Linked DNA regions of Columba livia: region 2 is linked to region 1. A link is a contact called in public Hi-C data. All regions are on one chromosome and are shown on one strand. Each heading gives the region's core, a stretch centred on a gene start, on an enhancer-like site or on the middle of the called end of the contact. The rest is flanking DNA. Distances are from core to core; before and after follow the strand shown. Region 1 holds the start of TMEM222 (transmembrane protein 222). Region 2 holds the start of AHDC1 (AT-hook DNA binding motif containing 1).

Region 1 (7,791 bases), core at 2,778-5,277:
CTGGGCTCCTGCTGCAAAACCTCCCCAATACTTTCCTGCCCTCCAAACTGCAGAACACCAGGCCTTAAATAAGAGTTAGAAACCCAGTCTGCTGTTTCCAGAATCCATTCGAACTCTTATTTTCAAAATTCCCGTTGGACACCCTTCAGCCGAAGGCCCTTTGAGGCCTCTTCATTTCAGATCCTCTCTGATAGAAATTACTGCTTTACAAGCCAGCTCTGCTCTACCAAAGCAATGTGCATCCACAGCTGGAATTGGCAATCAGCTAATTAGGTCAGATTTTGGGTTGAATGGTTGGACAAAGAGGAAGCGTGGAAGGGGATGCTGAGTGGTTGAAATGGGGGTGGAAATGGCTAGAAGGACCCAGAAAATGAGTTTGATTTGTAATTTGGGTAAGGGAATTGGGTTGGGGAGGGAGAGGAGCGATGTCCTCTGGGATGAGGGGAGGGGAACAGTCACAGCCGTGCTGCTGAGGTCACTTTTTTCTGATGTAACCGTTTGCAGTGCTGCGAATGAGTCTGCAAAGGGCTCGAGATGGCTCCTGTCGGCGCGAAACGGGAGCTGGATGTCAGCAAACTGCCGCTGTTGGGGGCAGGAATTCGGTCTCTGCCCGTTCTGCTCCTCATAGCTTGTTCAGGCCTCGCTGCTGCGGGAGACGAGGCCGATGGGGAGGGAAGGTGGGTCTGGTTTGGGATTTCATAGCTGAGAAACCATCGCGTCCTGCACTTGGCTCTGAGCTCTTCCACCCTGTCCCCCTTGTCCCTCAGAAACCGGTGGCTTTCCCTTTAAACAGAAAAGTTGCCCTGTGGCTTGGCTGTGTCAGTTGGAGAGGGAGAGAGAAAGAAATGCAGCTCTGGAGTGACAGGGACGCAGAAAAGACCTGCAGGTTAAAGCTGAGGGGTGAGACGGCTTAAGGGCATCGCTTTTGGGGTGGGTGGCCAAGCCTGCGTATGTTCTTGCGCTCGTGAGTAGCACCAGCGTCGCTACAGATGAGCGTGACGTTTCTGGTTCACGCTGAGCGATTAGAGGCTGTCAGCTTGCGGCAGGCACGGACCAACAGGAGAGGAACAACACGAACGCAAAACAACCCACCCCAGCATCACCTCCAGGGCGGGGGGAAGGACGCCTTGGTGTCCTCCATCAGCCTGTGCCTCGGTGACATTTTAAATCGACTCCTGTGTGCGGTGTCGCCTGCTGCTGCCTCGGTTGTCAATGTCAGAAGGGGGAGGGGATCTTTTCCTTGAGTGGTTTGGTTCTGGCAGCCCCTGTAATGTTGGAGCTGTCACAACAGGGAAGGTTCCCAAGGAAGCCGCTTGCTGAACAAGAGCTGGCTGGGTGCCGGCTTCTTTCAGGCTCAGAGATGAGCCGGGGTAGAAAGGGGAGGGAACCGAAAACCCCTCCCAGGCCGAGCTCCAGCCAGAGCCGTGGTGGTGGTGTGGACAGCCCCAAACGGGCTCCGCTCCTCTGGGAAAGGCTCCACAGCCCCGGGGTGCGAGTGATGCACTGGCACCTGCGGCGAGTAGGAAAAGATCCTGAGGACAAACATCCTGGGGCTGAGGGGAGAGAGGAGCCATTGGTCCAAAGCGCTGGCAGAAACGGGGGTGAAACCTTTTGTTTCTCCTCAAATGAGAGATTGCAGAAACAATGATGGCAGAATTCCTGCTCTGAGCATCGATCCAGTATTGTCGGCAGGCAAGATAGCTGCAATAAAAAGCCCGGCCTTTAATTTTATGCATGGAGAACTTCTTACCTGCTCTCCCCTCCCTGTTCCTCCCCCTTCCCCGCAGTTTCTTTTCCAACTGCAGCTATTTTTCCCTGCTGACTTCAGGTGTTTTGTATTCCGCTTAGATCAATAGCAGTAGAACAGCAGCAGCTTTCCAGTTGTCACTAGGAAGACCCTGCTGTCAGCTCCAGCTCACCCGTCTGCTGCCGGTGCGGTACTGGGGCTGGAGAGCCCTTCTGCTTGCCTGACAAACACAAAAGAAAGCTGTGCAGTACAGGAGAGCTGGATTGATTATGGGTTTCTTAAATCCAGCCTGAGGAAAACTGTTCTTCCCATGCTGCCACAGCGGGGTTTGCCTTCCTGCATTTGGCTTAAGAGGGACTAAACTGGGATGACCGGAGTGGTCCCTGCCCGCGCGGGAGGGCACGAGGTGGCACGGTGGGGGCCACATCCTGCTGAGGCTGTTGGCGTTGTCCTCGCTGCGGGATGTGCCAGGGGAGCTGGTCCCCGGTGATACGCTGCTTGGCAGCCTCGGAGCCGCGAGCAGGAAGAGCAGATCCATCGCCTAATCCGACAGACGCGCCAGGACCACGGTAGCTGATGTGAACACTGGTCTCGTTCTCATAGATTTGAACGATCTCTGATATTTCTGTTAGCCCGGAGCAAATCAATGCAAGTATTAATTCATCGAACAAAAAGTCTTCACTGCAACACACACGACCTTTGTGTGCATCTTCCAGCCCAAGTGCCAAAATAGGAAGCGGCTGTTAGAAACCAAAGCACCGGGCACGGCTTTGCTCTCAGGAGTCTCTGCGTTCCTCAGCTTTCTTTCGGAACTGAGCTGTTTTGGGAATTCCCTCACTGTCAGATTCCGAGGAGCGTGTTCTCAGGCTCTTGCTGGACTACTGCAGCTTGGTGTGAGCAGCCCAGCGCAGGCTCTGCTCCCATCCAGGTGCCTCTGGAGCCGCCCTCCCGCTCGCAGGGGCCGGCCCAAAACATGGTCTAGACTAGGAAATAAGGCGGGATGGTAGATGATCTCTCGAGGGCTCGGAAATGGAGTCTGCAGTGCATTACTAAGCTAGTTTTGTTGAAACGTGAGCACTCATATGACAAGTTAGCACATACCGAGGGGGGGTAGGGCCACCTCTAACCTAGGCTGTTAGCCAGCGCTTCCCACTGCCGCGCCGCCAACTCCAAATTTATTCTCTCTGGGGCGGGCAGAGGTTACTGGTCTCCTGGGTTTTCCAGCTGGAAGCTTCACTCGGCTAAAATATAGTGAGCGTTGATAATTGTGGAAGGTTGGACTCGATTACTGAGCAAAGTCGGGTACCGGACAGCAAAACGCATCAAGTAGAGATAGGAAAGGTCTTTGATGAAGGAGAGAAATTTTGGTAGAAAGTGGGGGTGTTGGAAGCACTAAGTTGGTGACGACTGTTGAGAACGCGGCTCTGGCAATTAACAGGGTTTGCTAATAACAAAAGCCTGAGTGCTTGCTCGGCGTGCCGGAGCTACGAGGGAGGAGGACGAGTCCAAGGCGCGTTTTATTAGCAAAACTCCTTGGTGTTGTGCTGTGTGACACCACAAACTGCGCCGGAGAGCTCCGGTGCCCACAGAACAGCTCGAGGTCTCTGTGTGGGGAGGGAAGGAGCAGCTTCCGAGGACAGCGGCGGCGAAGCGGAGAGCGGGGCTGGATGGGTCCTCCCCGTTCACCCCGCTGTGTTCCGACGGGTGTGCTGTGGTGGGTGGAAATCTGGAATAAACGTGTTTCTTCTTCAGCTCTCTCGTGTAGTTTGAATTAAACTTCCTAATAAAGCAATTGTTATTTTTCTAAGCCGCTTCTCCATTTGTAAATGCTGTTCCACACCTCGGTGTGCTGCTTATTCCTGCTCGGGTGCTTTCCTAAGAGGGTTTTTGAGCTGGCAGCTCCCAGAACGGCTCCACCGGCTTCTGATCTTTGGAAAAGAAACAGCTGAGGTTCGTGTGGCGGGTCTGCACAAGGTAGGTGTGAGGGGTGAAAGTACCCGCCCGGAGGAGCTTTGCCGGAGCCTCCGCTGTGAACCAAACCCCCGCCGTTCTGCGCCACACGAGGCCGCTGGGGGATGCGGGAGGCTCGGAGAGCAGCGAGCACAGGCTCCATGGGGCCGCTGTGGGTGAGCCCCGGGGCCCTTCCAGCCCGACCCCCCGCCCCAAACCGGGGGCACCCTGAGGAGGGGGCGCTGGGCCCGGTCGTGCTGCCCCACGCCTGGGCCGGCCTGCGCTCCCACTTCCTGGTTACCAGCCATGCCCGGAAGCTGGGCGCGGTCTCCAGGAAGTGACGCGAGCGCGTCGAGCGGAGGGGGCGGCCCCCGGTGATGGCGGAAGCGGAGGCCAAGATGAAGCAGTTCAATGGCGGCGGGGCCGGGCTGGACGCCGAGCGCGGCCGCTTCCCGTACTGCGTGGTGTGGACACCCATCCCCGTCCTGACGTGAGTGCGGGCCCGGCGGCGGGCGGCCTGGCTGCGGCCTGGGCCTGCGCCTCGCTGCGGGGACACGGCCGCCCGGGGGCCCTCACCTCTCCAGGGGCCTGTGCTGGGGGCCCGGCTGCTCCGGGGCTCTGGGGAAGGGCTCCCCTCTCCTTCCCTCCCTCCTCTCCCTTTCCTTTCCCCCCTCTCCCTTTCCTTTCCCCCCTCTCCTTTTCCTTTCCCCCCTCTCCTTTTCCTTTCCCCCCTCTCCTTTTCCTTTCCCCCCTCTCCTTTTCCTTTCCCCCCTCTCCCTCTCCCCTTCTCTCCCTCTCCCTCTCCCCTTCTCTCCCTCTCCCCTTCTCTCCCTCTCCCCTTCTCTCCCTCTCCCCTTCTCTCCCTCTCCCCTTCTCTCCCTCTCCCCTTCTCTCCCTCTCCCCTTCTCTCCCTCTCCCCTTCTCTCCCTCTCCCCTTCTCTCCCTCTCCCCTTCTCTCCCTCTCCCCTTCTCTCCCTCTCCCCTTCTCTCCCTCTCCCCTTCTCTCCCTCTCCCCTTCTCTCCCTCTCCCCTTCTCTCCCTCTCCCCTTCTCTCCCTCTCCCCTTCTCTCCCTCTCCCTCTCCTCTCTCTCTCCTCTCTCTCTCCTCTCTCCTCTCCCTCTCCTCTCCTCTCCCCACAGCCAGTGTGTGTGTGGGGAAGCTTTGCCATGACCAGGCTTGTCTGTACTTGAGGATCCAGCGGGCCGTGGGAAGCCTGGCAGGTTTGGGGAGCAAAGGTTTGGCTGCGGGGATCTCAGAGCGCCCTGTGCTTTGAGGATAGTCTCGGTACTTTGCTTTTAATGAGTTTGAAAGTTGATTTGGCTTCCCAGCCAGGCATAAGCAGGCTCCAAGGGGAACGTCTGAGTTTTTCTCTAGTCGTGGGAAAACGAAAAGCTGTAAAATGTGGCTTGGGGGATAGTGTGGGAGCACAAAGGCTTGTTTTTATGCCTTCCTCTTCCCCTCCGGCTCCAATCAGGTGATGATGTTTACTGAGCCGGAGCTGGAAGTCAGGTAGAAGACGTGGTGCGGTCGGTGCAGGGCTGGGAACGGCTCCGGGACTGCTCGGCAAGAACCTGCAACTTCCCTGTTGCTGTCTCGTGTACGGCTACAAACCAGCTTGGATTTTTACCTCTTTTCTCTTTTAATTGCTTACATTTTTCACCTTAGTGTTTTCTTGGAGGGTTTTCCAAACCTTTTAACCATCTTACCTTGTGCTGGGGGTGCTGAGAGCTGTCCTGCTGTCACTGGGCACCTGTGTGTCTGCGGGTTCGTCCCCCGATGAACAGGGACACCTTCCTGTTGGTTTCGTGTCACAGCAGAAATTTCAGTGGTGTTGTTTGGCAAAATCTCTCGTTAGGTTGCATAATTGCTCCATTTTCTCCATCCAGCGTTTCCTGTCGTCTTTGGATTTGGAGGTTTGAAAGCTTCCCAGTGCTGACAGGAGAATTAAAAGGGGAAGAAGTGTTTAGAACTTTGAAGGTGGCAGCGCCGTGACAGCGTTAATTCAGCTTTAGCTCCGGCTGATAAAACCTCACATAGGTAGCCAAGCTGGCCGCTTTGCATTGCCCCAGCTCGGAACACGCACGGGGTAAGCGATGCAAATGCAGATCAAACCACGCAGGGCCCTTTCTCTACATCGTAGGGTTATATCGACAGGCACTTTATGCTGTTTATAACCTCAGCAGCATTTAACAGCGCGTACGGCTTATTTTTCTTTGTACCATCCAACCACCGCAGTTTCTTCTTCGTAGATTTAGGGTCTCTCTGATTGAGCAGCGATTTGTGAGCCTGTCGCTGCGTCGCGTTGCTGTGATCTCTTCTGAAATATTGGCAAACCTGAGGGCGCTGGAGGACGAGACCTGGAGCTTGTCCTGAAGTGTTTGCTCCGGAGGGGGTTGGGATACACGTCTGTTGCTCCCCGGAGTGGTAAATGCCCAGAGGGGAGGAGAAACTCTTTGAAGAAATGGGAACATTTGAGGAGAGAATGTTCTTCCTGGAGCCAGGAGCTCTATTCTCTGTCTGGGATGCTTAAATCTAGTTGGCCATGAAAAACTGCAGTGTGGAATATTGCAGCTCGAAACATGGGGACAGTTTTGGGCCCCTCAGGACAAGAAAGGCCTTGAGGTGCTGGAGCGAGTTGCGAGAAGGGAAGGGAGCTGGTGAGGGGCTGGAGCACAAGTGTGATGGAGATTGAGGGACCTGGGGGTTCAGCTGGAGAACAGGAGCTGAGGGGAGACCTTCTGATCTCTGAACTGCCTGAAAGGAGCTTGGAGCCGGGGGGGTCGGGCTCTGCTCCCCAGGAACAAGCGCCAGGAGCAGAGGAAACGGCCTCAAGTTGCGCCAGGGGAGGGTGAGGTTGGATTTAGGAACAATTTCTTCCCCAAAGGGCTGTGGGGCATTGGAACAGGCTGCCCAGGGCAGTGCTGGAGTCACCAGCCCTGGAGGGCTGGACAGACGGACATGAGGTTCTCAGGACATGGGGCAGGGACAGGGGTGGGGGTCGGTTGGACTCGATGATCTTGAGGGGCTTTTCCAACCACAGTGATTCTATATCTCAGCCTGACGGTTTGTTTGTTGCCTCCATAGATGGCTTTTCCCCATCATTGGCCACATGGGCATCTGCACATCAACTGGAGTCATTCGGGACTTTGCAGGGCCGTATTTTGTCTCAGTAAGTAGATTATGGAGCTGGTGCTTAAGCAGAATCTGGCCTGGGTGTGCCGCTCACCTTCCTTGGTGACTTTTGAGCCATCCTCTGGCTTTCGTAGCTCAAAGTTCTGCAAAGTAACAGCTTCACGTTTTTCTGAAGCTGACGGATCTTTGTGGTTACTGGCCAGTGGGAATGGTTTGGGGGATGTGATAGAAAATCTTGTATTCTGGGCTTTGAGCTAGGAATTTCGGACCTAAATTCTCTTAATTTTGAGGAACAGAAACTGCCTTCCTGACACTGTCGTGCCGCTCAGCAGCAGTTATGTGCCCGTCTTTTAAACTGCTTTATAGTCTGGTGGATTTTGAAAGTAAAGGAGTTTTAAGTTGGGTTAATTAATACTTTTAATAGATTAGGACATTAACAACTTTGAATTAACAAATTATTTACAGTGGGGGGAAAAAATGGGGAGAAAGGTACATATACCACATAGCTGGATGATATCACCACACATAGAGCATATAAATCTACTCGTGCCCGAAACAGGAGTACAAAACCAATTGGAATGTAAATCCAGACACACCAAGATTGGTGTCTTGAGACCGCCGAGGCACGGTGACGGTGTTATCAGCGCGCGATCGTGGGCTGCGAGCGCTTCCAGCAAGAGGGATGTCACGGATATTGCGCGGGGTTATCCTCTTGAGACGTGTTTCCTTTCTTGTAGGAAGACAACATGGCATTTGGGAAGCCAGTGAAGTAAGTGCTCTTGTTAGTTTTTATTAAACTAACCAAGTGACCCGCAGATGTCCTTTAATTCACAGAGACAGACGTGCTGTAATATTGCTTCTCCTGTTGTTCAGATGCCCTAACCCAAGTGGATGGCTGCGGCGTCTCTGCTTTTCAAGAAAACCCATTAAATTAAATCCTTTTAGAAGCACGACAGCAGTGT
Region 2 (7,791 bases), core at 1,390-3,889, 130 kb after region 1:
CGCAGCCCAGCATCCAGCCGGCCGGCCCCGGGGGGCAGCCCTGCCCTATCACCAGGCAAAAATCCCCCCCGTCCCTCCCGCTCCCCCTCACCACGAGCCCGGAAGAAGGAAACAGCCCTCCCCACCACTGCCCTGTTTACCAAGAGCTGGTTCCAAAGCACTCGGGAGAATAGCAGGAGCATTTCAAGGCCCTGTTTCCACTCGGCTGACACACACTATTTATAGAAGCCCACAATTCTCCCAGAGCTTTCCTCGGGATCTCAGCAGAAATAGCCTGCCCCGGGTCCCTGCTGCCTCCTCTAAAGAGGCCAGGGCAGTGCCGGCCCCCCCCGGCTTGCCATAACCTTCCACGGGCTTCCATCGCTTCTCCTCCGCTGGCCACCCCGCTCCCGGCGTGTCCTTGGCTACCCTGTCCCCGTCACGGTGCCAGCCCTTCGCCACCAAACCCTCCCAGCCACCTCCAGCTCCTGCCCCATCGGTTCCCGGCAGGCGCGCGGTGGCTCCGGCGGGCGCGCGGTGGCTCTGGCGGGCATCCGCTCGCCAGACACAGCAGAGGGGAGGGAACCGGACTGTGGTTTATGGGGACGTGGGGCGGGGGGGGGGTTGGAGACCAGCAGCCACCTCCCGCCTGACTGCATCGGAGCGCGGCAGAGCCCCGGGGGACTCGCACCAGGGATGGAGTTGGCCTATTCAGGTTACAGAGACATGGCAGAGCGGAATTTGGCGCCGCGCCATCCCTTCTCCAGCCCCCCCCTCCCCGCCCTCCTCTTTCCCCCCCTCCCCACCACCACCACCACCCTCCCCTGCAAATTCCTCAGCCCAGCAGGAGAAGCCAGTGTAAGGGGACACCTGGGGGGGGGCGAGGAAGGAGGGGAGGCCTGGGGAGGTGGGGGGGCACCGATTCAGACCACGCGCCCCCAGCGCCCAACGGCGCCTGGGTCGAAAGCGAGCGGGCAGGATCCGTGCCCGTCGCCCCCGGGGGTTCGCTTCTGCTCTCTGTCACGCCAGGATAAATCTGGAGCGACTCCACCGCGCGCCGGGGCTCACGACGGCACACAATGAGCTCAGCCCGTGGCTTTCAGTGGCCGTTCTGGTAGCCACGGGCAGAAGGGGCTAGATGCACGAGGCCACCTGGGCACAGCTGTGGCCACATCCTCTGCCAGCACGTAAACAAGCAGGGACCCAGGTGTCTCCACCTGCCTCGGCCTTGGGGACACCAAGCACGTCCCCAGGGTGGGCAGAGGGTTTGGCGTTAGCATGACCCCATGGGGTGACTCTCCAGCCCCGGCCAAAGCCACCAGTCCTCTGTGGTCCCCATTGCGAGCACTGAGGGGCCGTGCCGGGGGGGCGGGGGAGGGTGGGTGGATTTAAATCAGCTGATCGATAAAAACAAATCAGAGGGGGGATGACAGGCACCGAAGTGACAACCGCTCGCCGAGCCCCGCGCCACGGACCACGCAACTTTGCCGACGGGGCTGTGGCGAATCCCCCCCACCCACCCACCACCCTCCTCCGGGGCTGCCCCCCGCAGACCATCCCGCACTCCCCCGGGAAAAGGGTGGGATGCTCTGCCCCGGGGGGGCCCCACGTCCCCCCAGGAAGCCAAGTGAACCCCAAACGCTGTTGACACGCTCGACTCCGGCTCTGCCTTCCAGCGGAGGGAGCCGCTCTGACAGCTGTCACTCAGCCCTTGCAGCCGCGGGGGGGGAAAGGCGGCGGTGGGGGGGGGACGACGGGGGCCGGCCGAGGGGAGGCGGCCAAACTCGTGGAGATCGCAGCCCCCCCGCCGGGGGCTCGCCCCGGTCCCCCCCCCTTTCCCCACACGCCCCTCCCCGCCCCAAGTGCCATTAAACTCCTGCAATTTGGCACCAACTCGCCGCGCAACTTCAGCGGAGGGGACGGCGCGGGGGGGGACAACACGCCGCCTCCTTCCCCCCCACCTCCCCCTCTACCCGAAGGGGGTGTCCCGTGTGTCCTCCCCCCCTTCCTCCCCACCTCCCAGCCCCACACAAAGGCGGGGGGTCCCCGGTACTCACCCGCCGGCTGCTGCGCTCCGAGCCCCTCGGAACCCGCCCGCTTGGGGAGGCTCCTGCCGTCCGGCGGGGCTGCGTCCTGACCGGCCGCGGGAGTCCCGGAGCCCTCGGCACCGTTCGCCACCTTCAACGAGAGCATTTCCAGCGCCTCCTGCTCACATTCTCCCCAAGGCAACTCCGCTCCTGCCAGCCCGCCCCCTCCTCCGTCCCCTGCCTGCTCTTTCCTCCTTCCCTCTCCCCCCACTCCACCCCTCTATTTTATTTTTTTCCGGGTTTTTCTCTCCCCTCTGCCGCTTAGCTTTTTTTTTCGTTGTTTTTAATTATTTTTTGCCTCCTCTTTCCCCCCCACCCCCCCTTCGCCTCTCACACACACACAAAAGGCAGCGGAGCGGGAGGCGGAGGGGGAACCGACCTCCCCTCTGCGCCTCCGCCGCTCGCCGCCTGCGGAAAGCAAAGAAAGACACAGCGCAGCAGAGCCCTGGCTTGCCGCTGCCTCCCCCCTTCCTCCTCCTCCTCCTCTTCCCTCCTCCTCCTCCTCCACCTCCTCCTCCCTCTCTCTTGCCTTCTGCCGCTCCCGGCTTTGTGGGGGCTGGGATAAAAAGGGGGGGAGCGGAGCCGGCGGCGAGGCGCGCCCAGCCCCTCTCTCTCCTCTCCCGTTGCGCGGCGGGGACCGCGGCTCCGGTTCTCTCCGCTGTCAGCGGTACGACCAGCATCCGGCACCCCGGGGAGCCGTGCAGCACCGCCGGGGCATGCCGGGCCTTGTAGTCCTTCCTTTCCTCCCCCCCCTTCTTTTTTTCCCCTCCTTCCTTTCCTCTCCCCCCCGCTTTTTCTCCTCCCCGTCGCTGCGAAGCGCGCAGGGAGGGGCGCAAAGCGGCGCGTCTCCGTTGCGCGCTGCTTGGGGTCCCCCTTACTTAAGGGGGGGGCACCTCGGGGGGGGGGGGTGGGCAAACCACCTTCGGTGGTTTGCCCACCCCCCCCCCCCCGAGGTGCCCCCCCCCTCCGCGAGGTCCCAATGGGATGCGCGGGGCATTGCTGCCCTCTCCTGGGTTGCACCCGCACTGCGCACCCCCCTGCCGTCAACATGCCAGGGGGGACAGACACACAGCCCCTCGCCACAATGTGGGGTGCACATGTGCACTTCATCACCCACTCTGGCTCAGCACCCATCTGCCCTTATGCACCCCCAAGCAATACACCCTCCCCCCCTTTTTTTTTTATCTTTTCCTCACTTTTAATTCTTTTTATTTGAAGTCTGGGGCCTGGAAACTTCCCCACTGTTTGGCAACACCCAGTTCCTCTCATTCTTTGGGTTATGGTGCTGTGTCCCCTCTCAGCCAGGTCCCAGAGGGGATGCCAGGAGGGCAGGTGGTGACCATGTCCCTTTGGGACAGTGGTGGCACAGTGGGGAGCTGTCCCCTGCCTCCCTGAGCATCCCGTGACCTGTCTCCCCGTCAAGCATCTCTCCAGCTCCTTCCCTCCAAGTCTCCGCCAGTGTTAATGTTCCCAGAGCTGGGTAGATACAATATAATTAAAGTAGATAATACCACTGATGTTTGTTATGACATTATGTTTTTGTGAGTGACGAGTGAAGGGTTAACTCCAGGGAATTGGGAATATTGCTTGGCTGCTAATAACACGTGAGTCATCGATGAAATAACACATGGGTGCAGGGAGGCACACAGCACCTGGTTTTGCAGCAGCCCTCTGGTGCAGGTTGGGGTTTGATGCTTGTCGCCGGATCAACAGGCAGCGAGGAGCGAGCGTGCACTCAGTTTACGTTCTGGACACTCCAGCTTTGCCACCGGACTGGGACAAACTGGGGAGCTGCGGTCAAGTTAGGAGTTGTCCTCCAGCAGGGACCTATCACACCCGAAAAGCTGGCAGCTCCATCACTGGGGTTCCATGCACCCCAACGGGATTGGTGGGATGGATCGGGGACCGCTGGGCTCTGCACAGCCCGGGTAAGGATGGGGATGGGTCTGCGTTGCTCTTGGGAGTGGTGCGGGGAGGCCTGGGCTCCAGCCTGGTCAGCAGAGGAATCTGCACACGCAGACAGGATCGCTGCAATTGCTGGTGGCTGAGTGAGCAACTTTGCAGGCTTCCTCGTCCCTTCGCCCTGAATGTCAGCTTTGAATTTTCTTGCTATTTTTAGGGAGGGTTCAAAAAAAACGGCAGGATCCCTCCCTTCTCGCCTTGCAGGGCTTTGCACCCTATGAATATTGCAAGCCTGCGTATTGCTGTACCTGTGTGTGGATGGGGGCAGCGGGACGGAGCGACGGGTCAGTTGTCTCGCACGGGCAGGGAGAGAAGGAGGTCGTGCAAAAAAATATTACACTGCAAGCAGAATGGGTTAGAATGTAAAAGATTTATTAATTTAATCCGAAGCATTAAAAGGTCATGTATTAATCAAAGAGATGCTTAAAACTGTCAAAGTCCCTTCTCAGGTTTGAAGTGCATCTCTATAGTTATCATAAAATATATATATCAGTCTGGCATCGAGCCCTCGGCAGCGCTGGGAGCGGGGCTGAGGAGCTAAGCAAAGCGCTTTGCAGCACAGTCCTTGCGGAGCAGCACCCGTGGGTGCCCAGCACCCCCGTGCTGAGCTGGGTGCCTTGTGGGTCACCCCTCTTGTCCCCAGGCCTGGCTTTGTCCCCCCATCAAGTCAGGCTGGTGCCCTGTGGTTGTCCCCGGGTGGTTCGGGGTGGAGGTGGGAACATGGATGCGATGGGTTTGGGAGTGGGGTCCTCCCCTTGCCCCCGGTTCAGAGAGGGGCTGATGGGCACGGGTGTGCTCATGGTCACGGTGACGGTCACCGGCAGCTCCCACCACATCAGGCAGCACTGGGGCGTGGGAGCCATGCCCACGCCACCCGTGTCACAGCTCCGTGGGTGCTCAGCCCCGCCGCCATCTCTTTTTACCGGGGGAGGGGGACAGCGGAGGCGTGTCCCCAGGGCCACCCGGGTCACCCGGACACCTTGTCCCCTCTCCCAGCCAAGTGCTGTGTCAGCAGCGTTGGCGTGGACCTACGCTACCATCTAGTGGCTGCTTTACCGAGCCGGGGCCACCGCTGTCCCCGGCTCTGAGCCCGCGTCCCCGCGCACGGCTCCTCGGGGACTCCGGTTCCCCGTGCCCCCCAAGTCTGGCGCGGCAAAGGTCCCGCTTGCCATCACCCTTGCCAGGATCAGGCCAGTGGGGTGACCTGACTGGGTTTGTCCCCAGAGAGCTCGGGTTGGCTTGGCGGGGTGGTGGTGGCAGCATCCCAAAAGCCACCAGCTCCCTGGGGTGAGATCAGGGGGTTTGGAGGCAGCGGGGTGCAGCGGGGGAGATCTGGGGTGCATGGGTGCTGTGGGTGTTTAATGGGCAAAAGGTGTTTGCTGCATTGCTGGGATGTGGAGCTGCCTTTGTGGAGAGCACAGTCCAGAGACCCCCATCAGATTTAGGGGGGGATCCTGCCCTCCAGCAGCTGCGGAGGATTTTGGGCCCTGATAAATGTAACTGCAGCAGAAGAGCCTCAACCCTCCCTGAATTCCAGCCCTGTGCTGCCCCAGAGCCGCAGCCGAATGTCCCCCCAGTACAACCATTTCTGAGCAGACGCAACCAGCACCGTGCCCTGGTCAGAGCACTCCCCCTGTCCCCCCCTCCCCATCCGCCTGGGTCTGCCGTGTCACCCGACTGTCCCCACCCTCGCTTCACCCAGGAAACCCCCATCCCCAAATCCCGCTGCTCCCCGCTCGCTGCCACGGCCACTGCTGCGTCTCTTCCCAAATCTCAGTTGTTTTTTCCATGGGAAAACGTGTCCCCTCGCAGTGACTGGTGCTGAGCTGCTGGCTGACCGCAGATAAGTCCCTCTGCACCTCAGTTTCTCCTGTGGGGACACAGTCCCTGCAGGCCCGGACCAGCCAGTCTCAAGCCTGGTCAAGCCTAAAACCACATTCTTGGCCGTTTTCCACTGTTGTTTGGCCACCGCCGCTGCCGGGACACGGCTCTGATCTGCGACCCAGCCGCCATGCGGGCTCTGCCGGTCCCTTGGTGCTTGGGCTGAAGGGGACAGGGACAGACCTGCATCCTAGGCGCATTTTGGGTGGGGATGGCTCCTTCCCGGTCACAAGGGAGATGCGGCTCCCGGCGGGGACCCTGAGGGGAGGTGACGGTGCCGTGGCTCCTCCACGCCAGGGTCTGCGGTGCCGCCATCTGCAGCGGTCTCACACCTGCGCCCACCGCGTGCTTGGCACCGGGTGGCCACGTTTGCTCCAGGACCCCCCAGGCCCCCCCTGAGCTCCTGACACGCTCGCCTGGCCCCGGGCTGGCACGGTGGGGCAGAGCAGCCAGCCGGAGCGAGGCCGGGCAGGGTTTGCAGGCAGGAGCAAGGAAAACAAGTCTGGGCACGATGCGGGGGGTCCTGGGGAGTGTTGGGGGGGGTCTTAATCCCTCAGCACCATGGATTCGGCCCCCACTGCAGACAGGGAGGTGACACCGAGCTGCGTTTGGAAGATGCTGCAGCCAGGGCTTGGCTCTGCGGTGCTGCCAGTGCTGCTGCAGGGACCTGGGGGGACAGGGCCACCCAGAGCCCCCGCGGACAGGTGCTGAGCTCTGCCCTCCCCAGCACCCACGGCCACGCTCCCCCTGAGCACCCAACCCAGGCTCTGCGGTGAAAATCCACCTTGCAGCACCTCTGGGGGGTCCCAGCCCCTTACCCCTGCCCCCCATCGCTCCTGGGTGGTGGCACACGGTGCTCTGGGACTGTGGCCGCAGGAGCAGGCAGGTGGCCGTGCCCTGTGTCAGTCATCGGTTCCTCCGTCCCTGGTCGATGCAGCCCAGCATTAACATAAAATCGATGTCCCCTCTCCTGCCCAGCCTGCGGTCACCCAGGGTGACACCCTTTAACCCCTTCGCCCCCGCCTTGGGGCACCCGTGTTGGGGAGAAGGCGGAAGGACAGAAGGACGGAAGCCAGGACAGGTGTCTGTCCCTTCAGCCCTTTCACGCAGGTCCGTGCAGCCTTGGGCGCTGCTCTCTGTCCCCAAGAGCTTTCAAAGGGCAAAACTGGGGACAGACCACAGTGACACGCCTGTGGACCCACAGGGATCCACACAGTCCCAGAGCTGCGGGGGGGTGACGGCGATGCTGCCATGTCCATGGGGTGACCCATGTCCCCCCTGCCTCACACCCCGGGGTGCCCAGCCCCAGGCGTGGCTGCAATCTGGCATGTCCCCAAGCCCCCTGGCATGTCCCCAAACCCGCTGGCACTGGCCCTGTGCCCCCCCTCCCCGCCTGAGCCCCCCGGATGGGGCAAGGGCCAGTCCCTCCTTCCCACCAGTGCTGGGGAATTCATTAACTGCCCACAGCTGGGTCCTGCTGGGGAGGCCAAGCTGCAGGAAAATTAACCCCTTCCTGCCCCCCCTCCAGGCACAGGACCCCCCCACGGTCACACAGGGGAGGGGACCAGCAGCTCCCCCCGCTAGACACATGGGGACCGCCCGCTAATTGACCCCAGGCTGCTGCCTCACTAAGGCACATGGCCGGGGGGCAGCAGGAGCGGGTGGTCCCTGCTGGGGGGCGCAGGGGGAGTTGCCCTGGGCGGGGGGGGCAGCTTTGCAAACCCAAATGCTTCCCCACCCCTTTTTCCCAAGTTTTTGTTTGCAGGGGGAGCTGGTGCTGCAGCCTCACATGGCCTGGGGACACCGGGGGGGGGCATTTCTCTGCTCTGTGTCACAGAGGTGGCCCCCCCACACCCAGGGGGAGAGGATCCAGCCCTCAGTC

Evidence for each region. Hi-C and Micro-C count contacts between places; a contact is called where the count stands out from the background.
Region 2: a Hi-C map of liver shows a contact between it and region 1, with 2.5 times the contacts expected there. The contact joins the promoter of AHDC1 here to the promoter of TMEM222 in region 1. A contact is called at or near these places in 2 of 2 Hi-C or Micro-C datasets (crop and liver).

The regions. Positions count from the first base shown.
Region 1 is chr26:5,284,225-5,292,015 of bColLiv1.pat.W.v2, forward strand. It overlaps TMEM222 (transmembrane protein 222), which reads left to right and starts at 4,028. Exons shown (of 6, transcript XM_005500651.3): 1 at 4,028-4,187; 2 at 6,782-6,866; 3 at 7,567-7,598. The coding sequence starts at 4,075.
Region 2 is chr26:5,417,230-5,425,020 of bColLiv1.pat.W.v2, forward strand. It overlaps AHDC1 (AT-hook DNA binding motif containing 1), which reads right to left and starts at 2,640. Exons shown (of 7, transcript XM_065041532.1): 1 at 2,596-2,640; 2 at 2,037-2,157.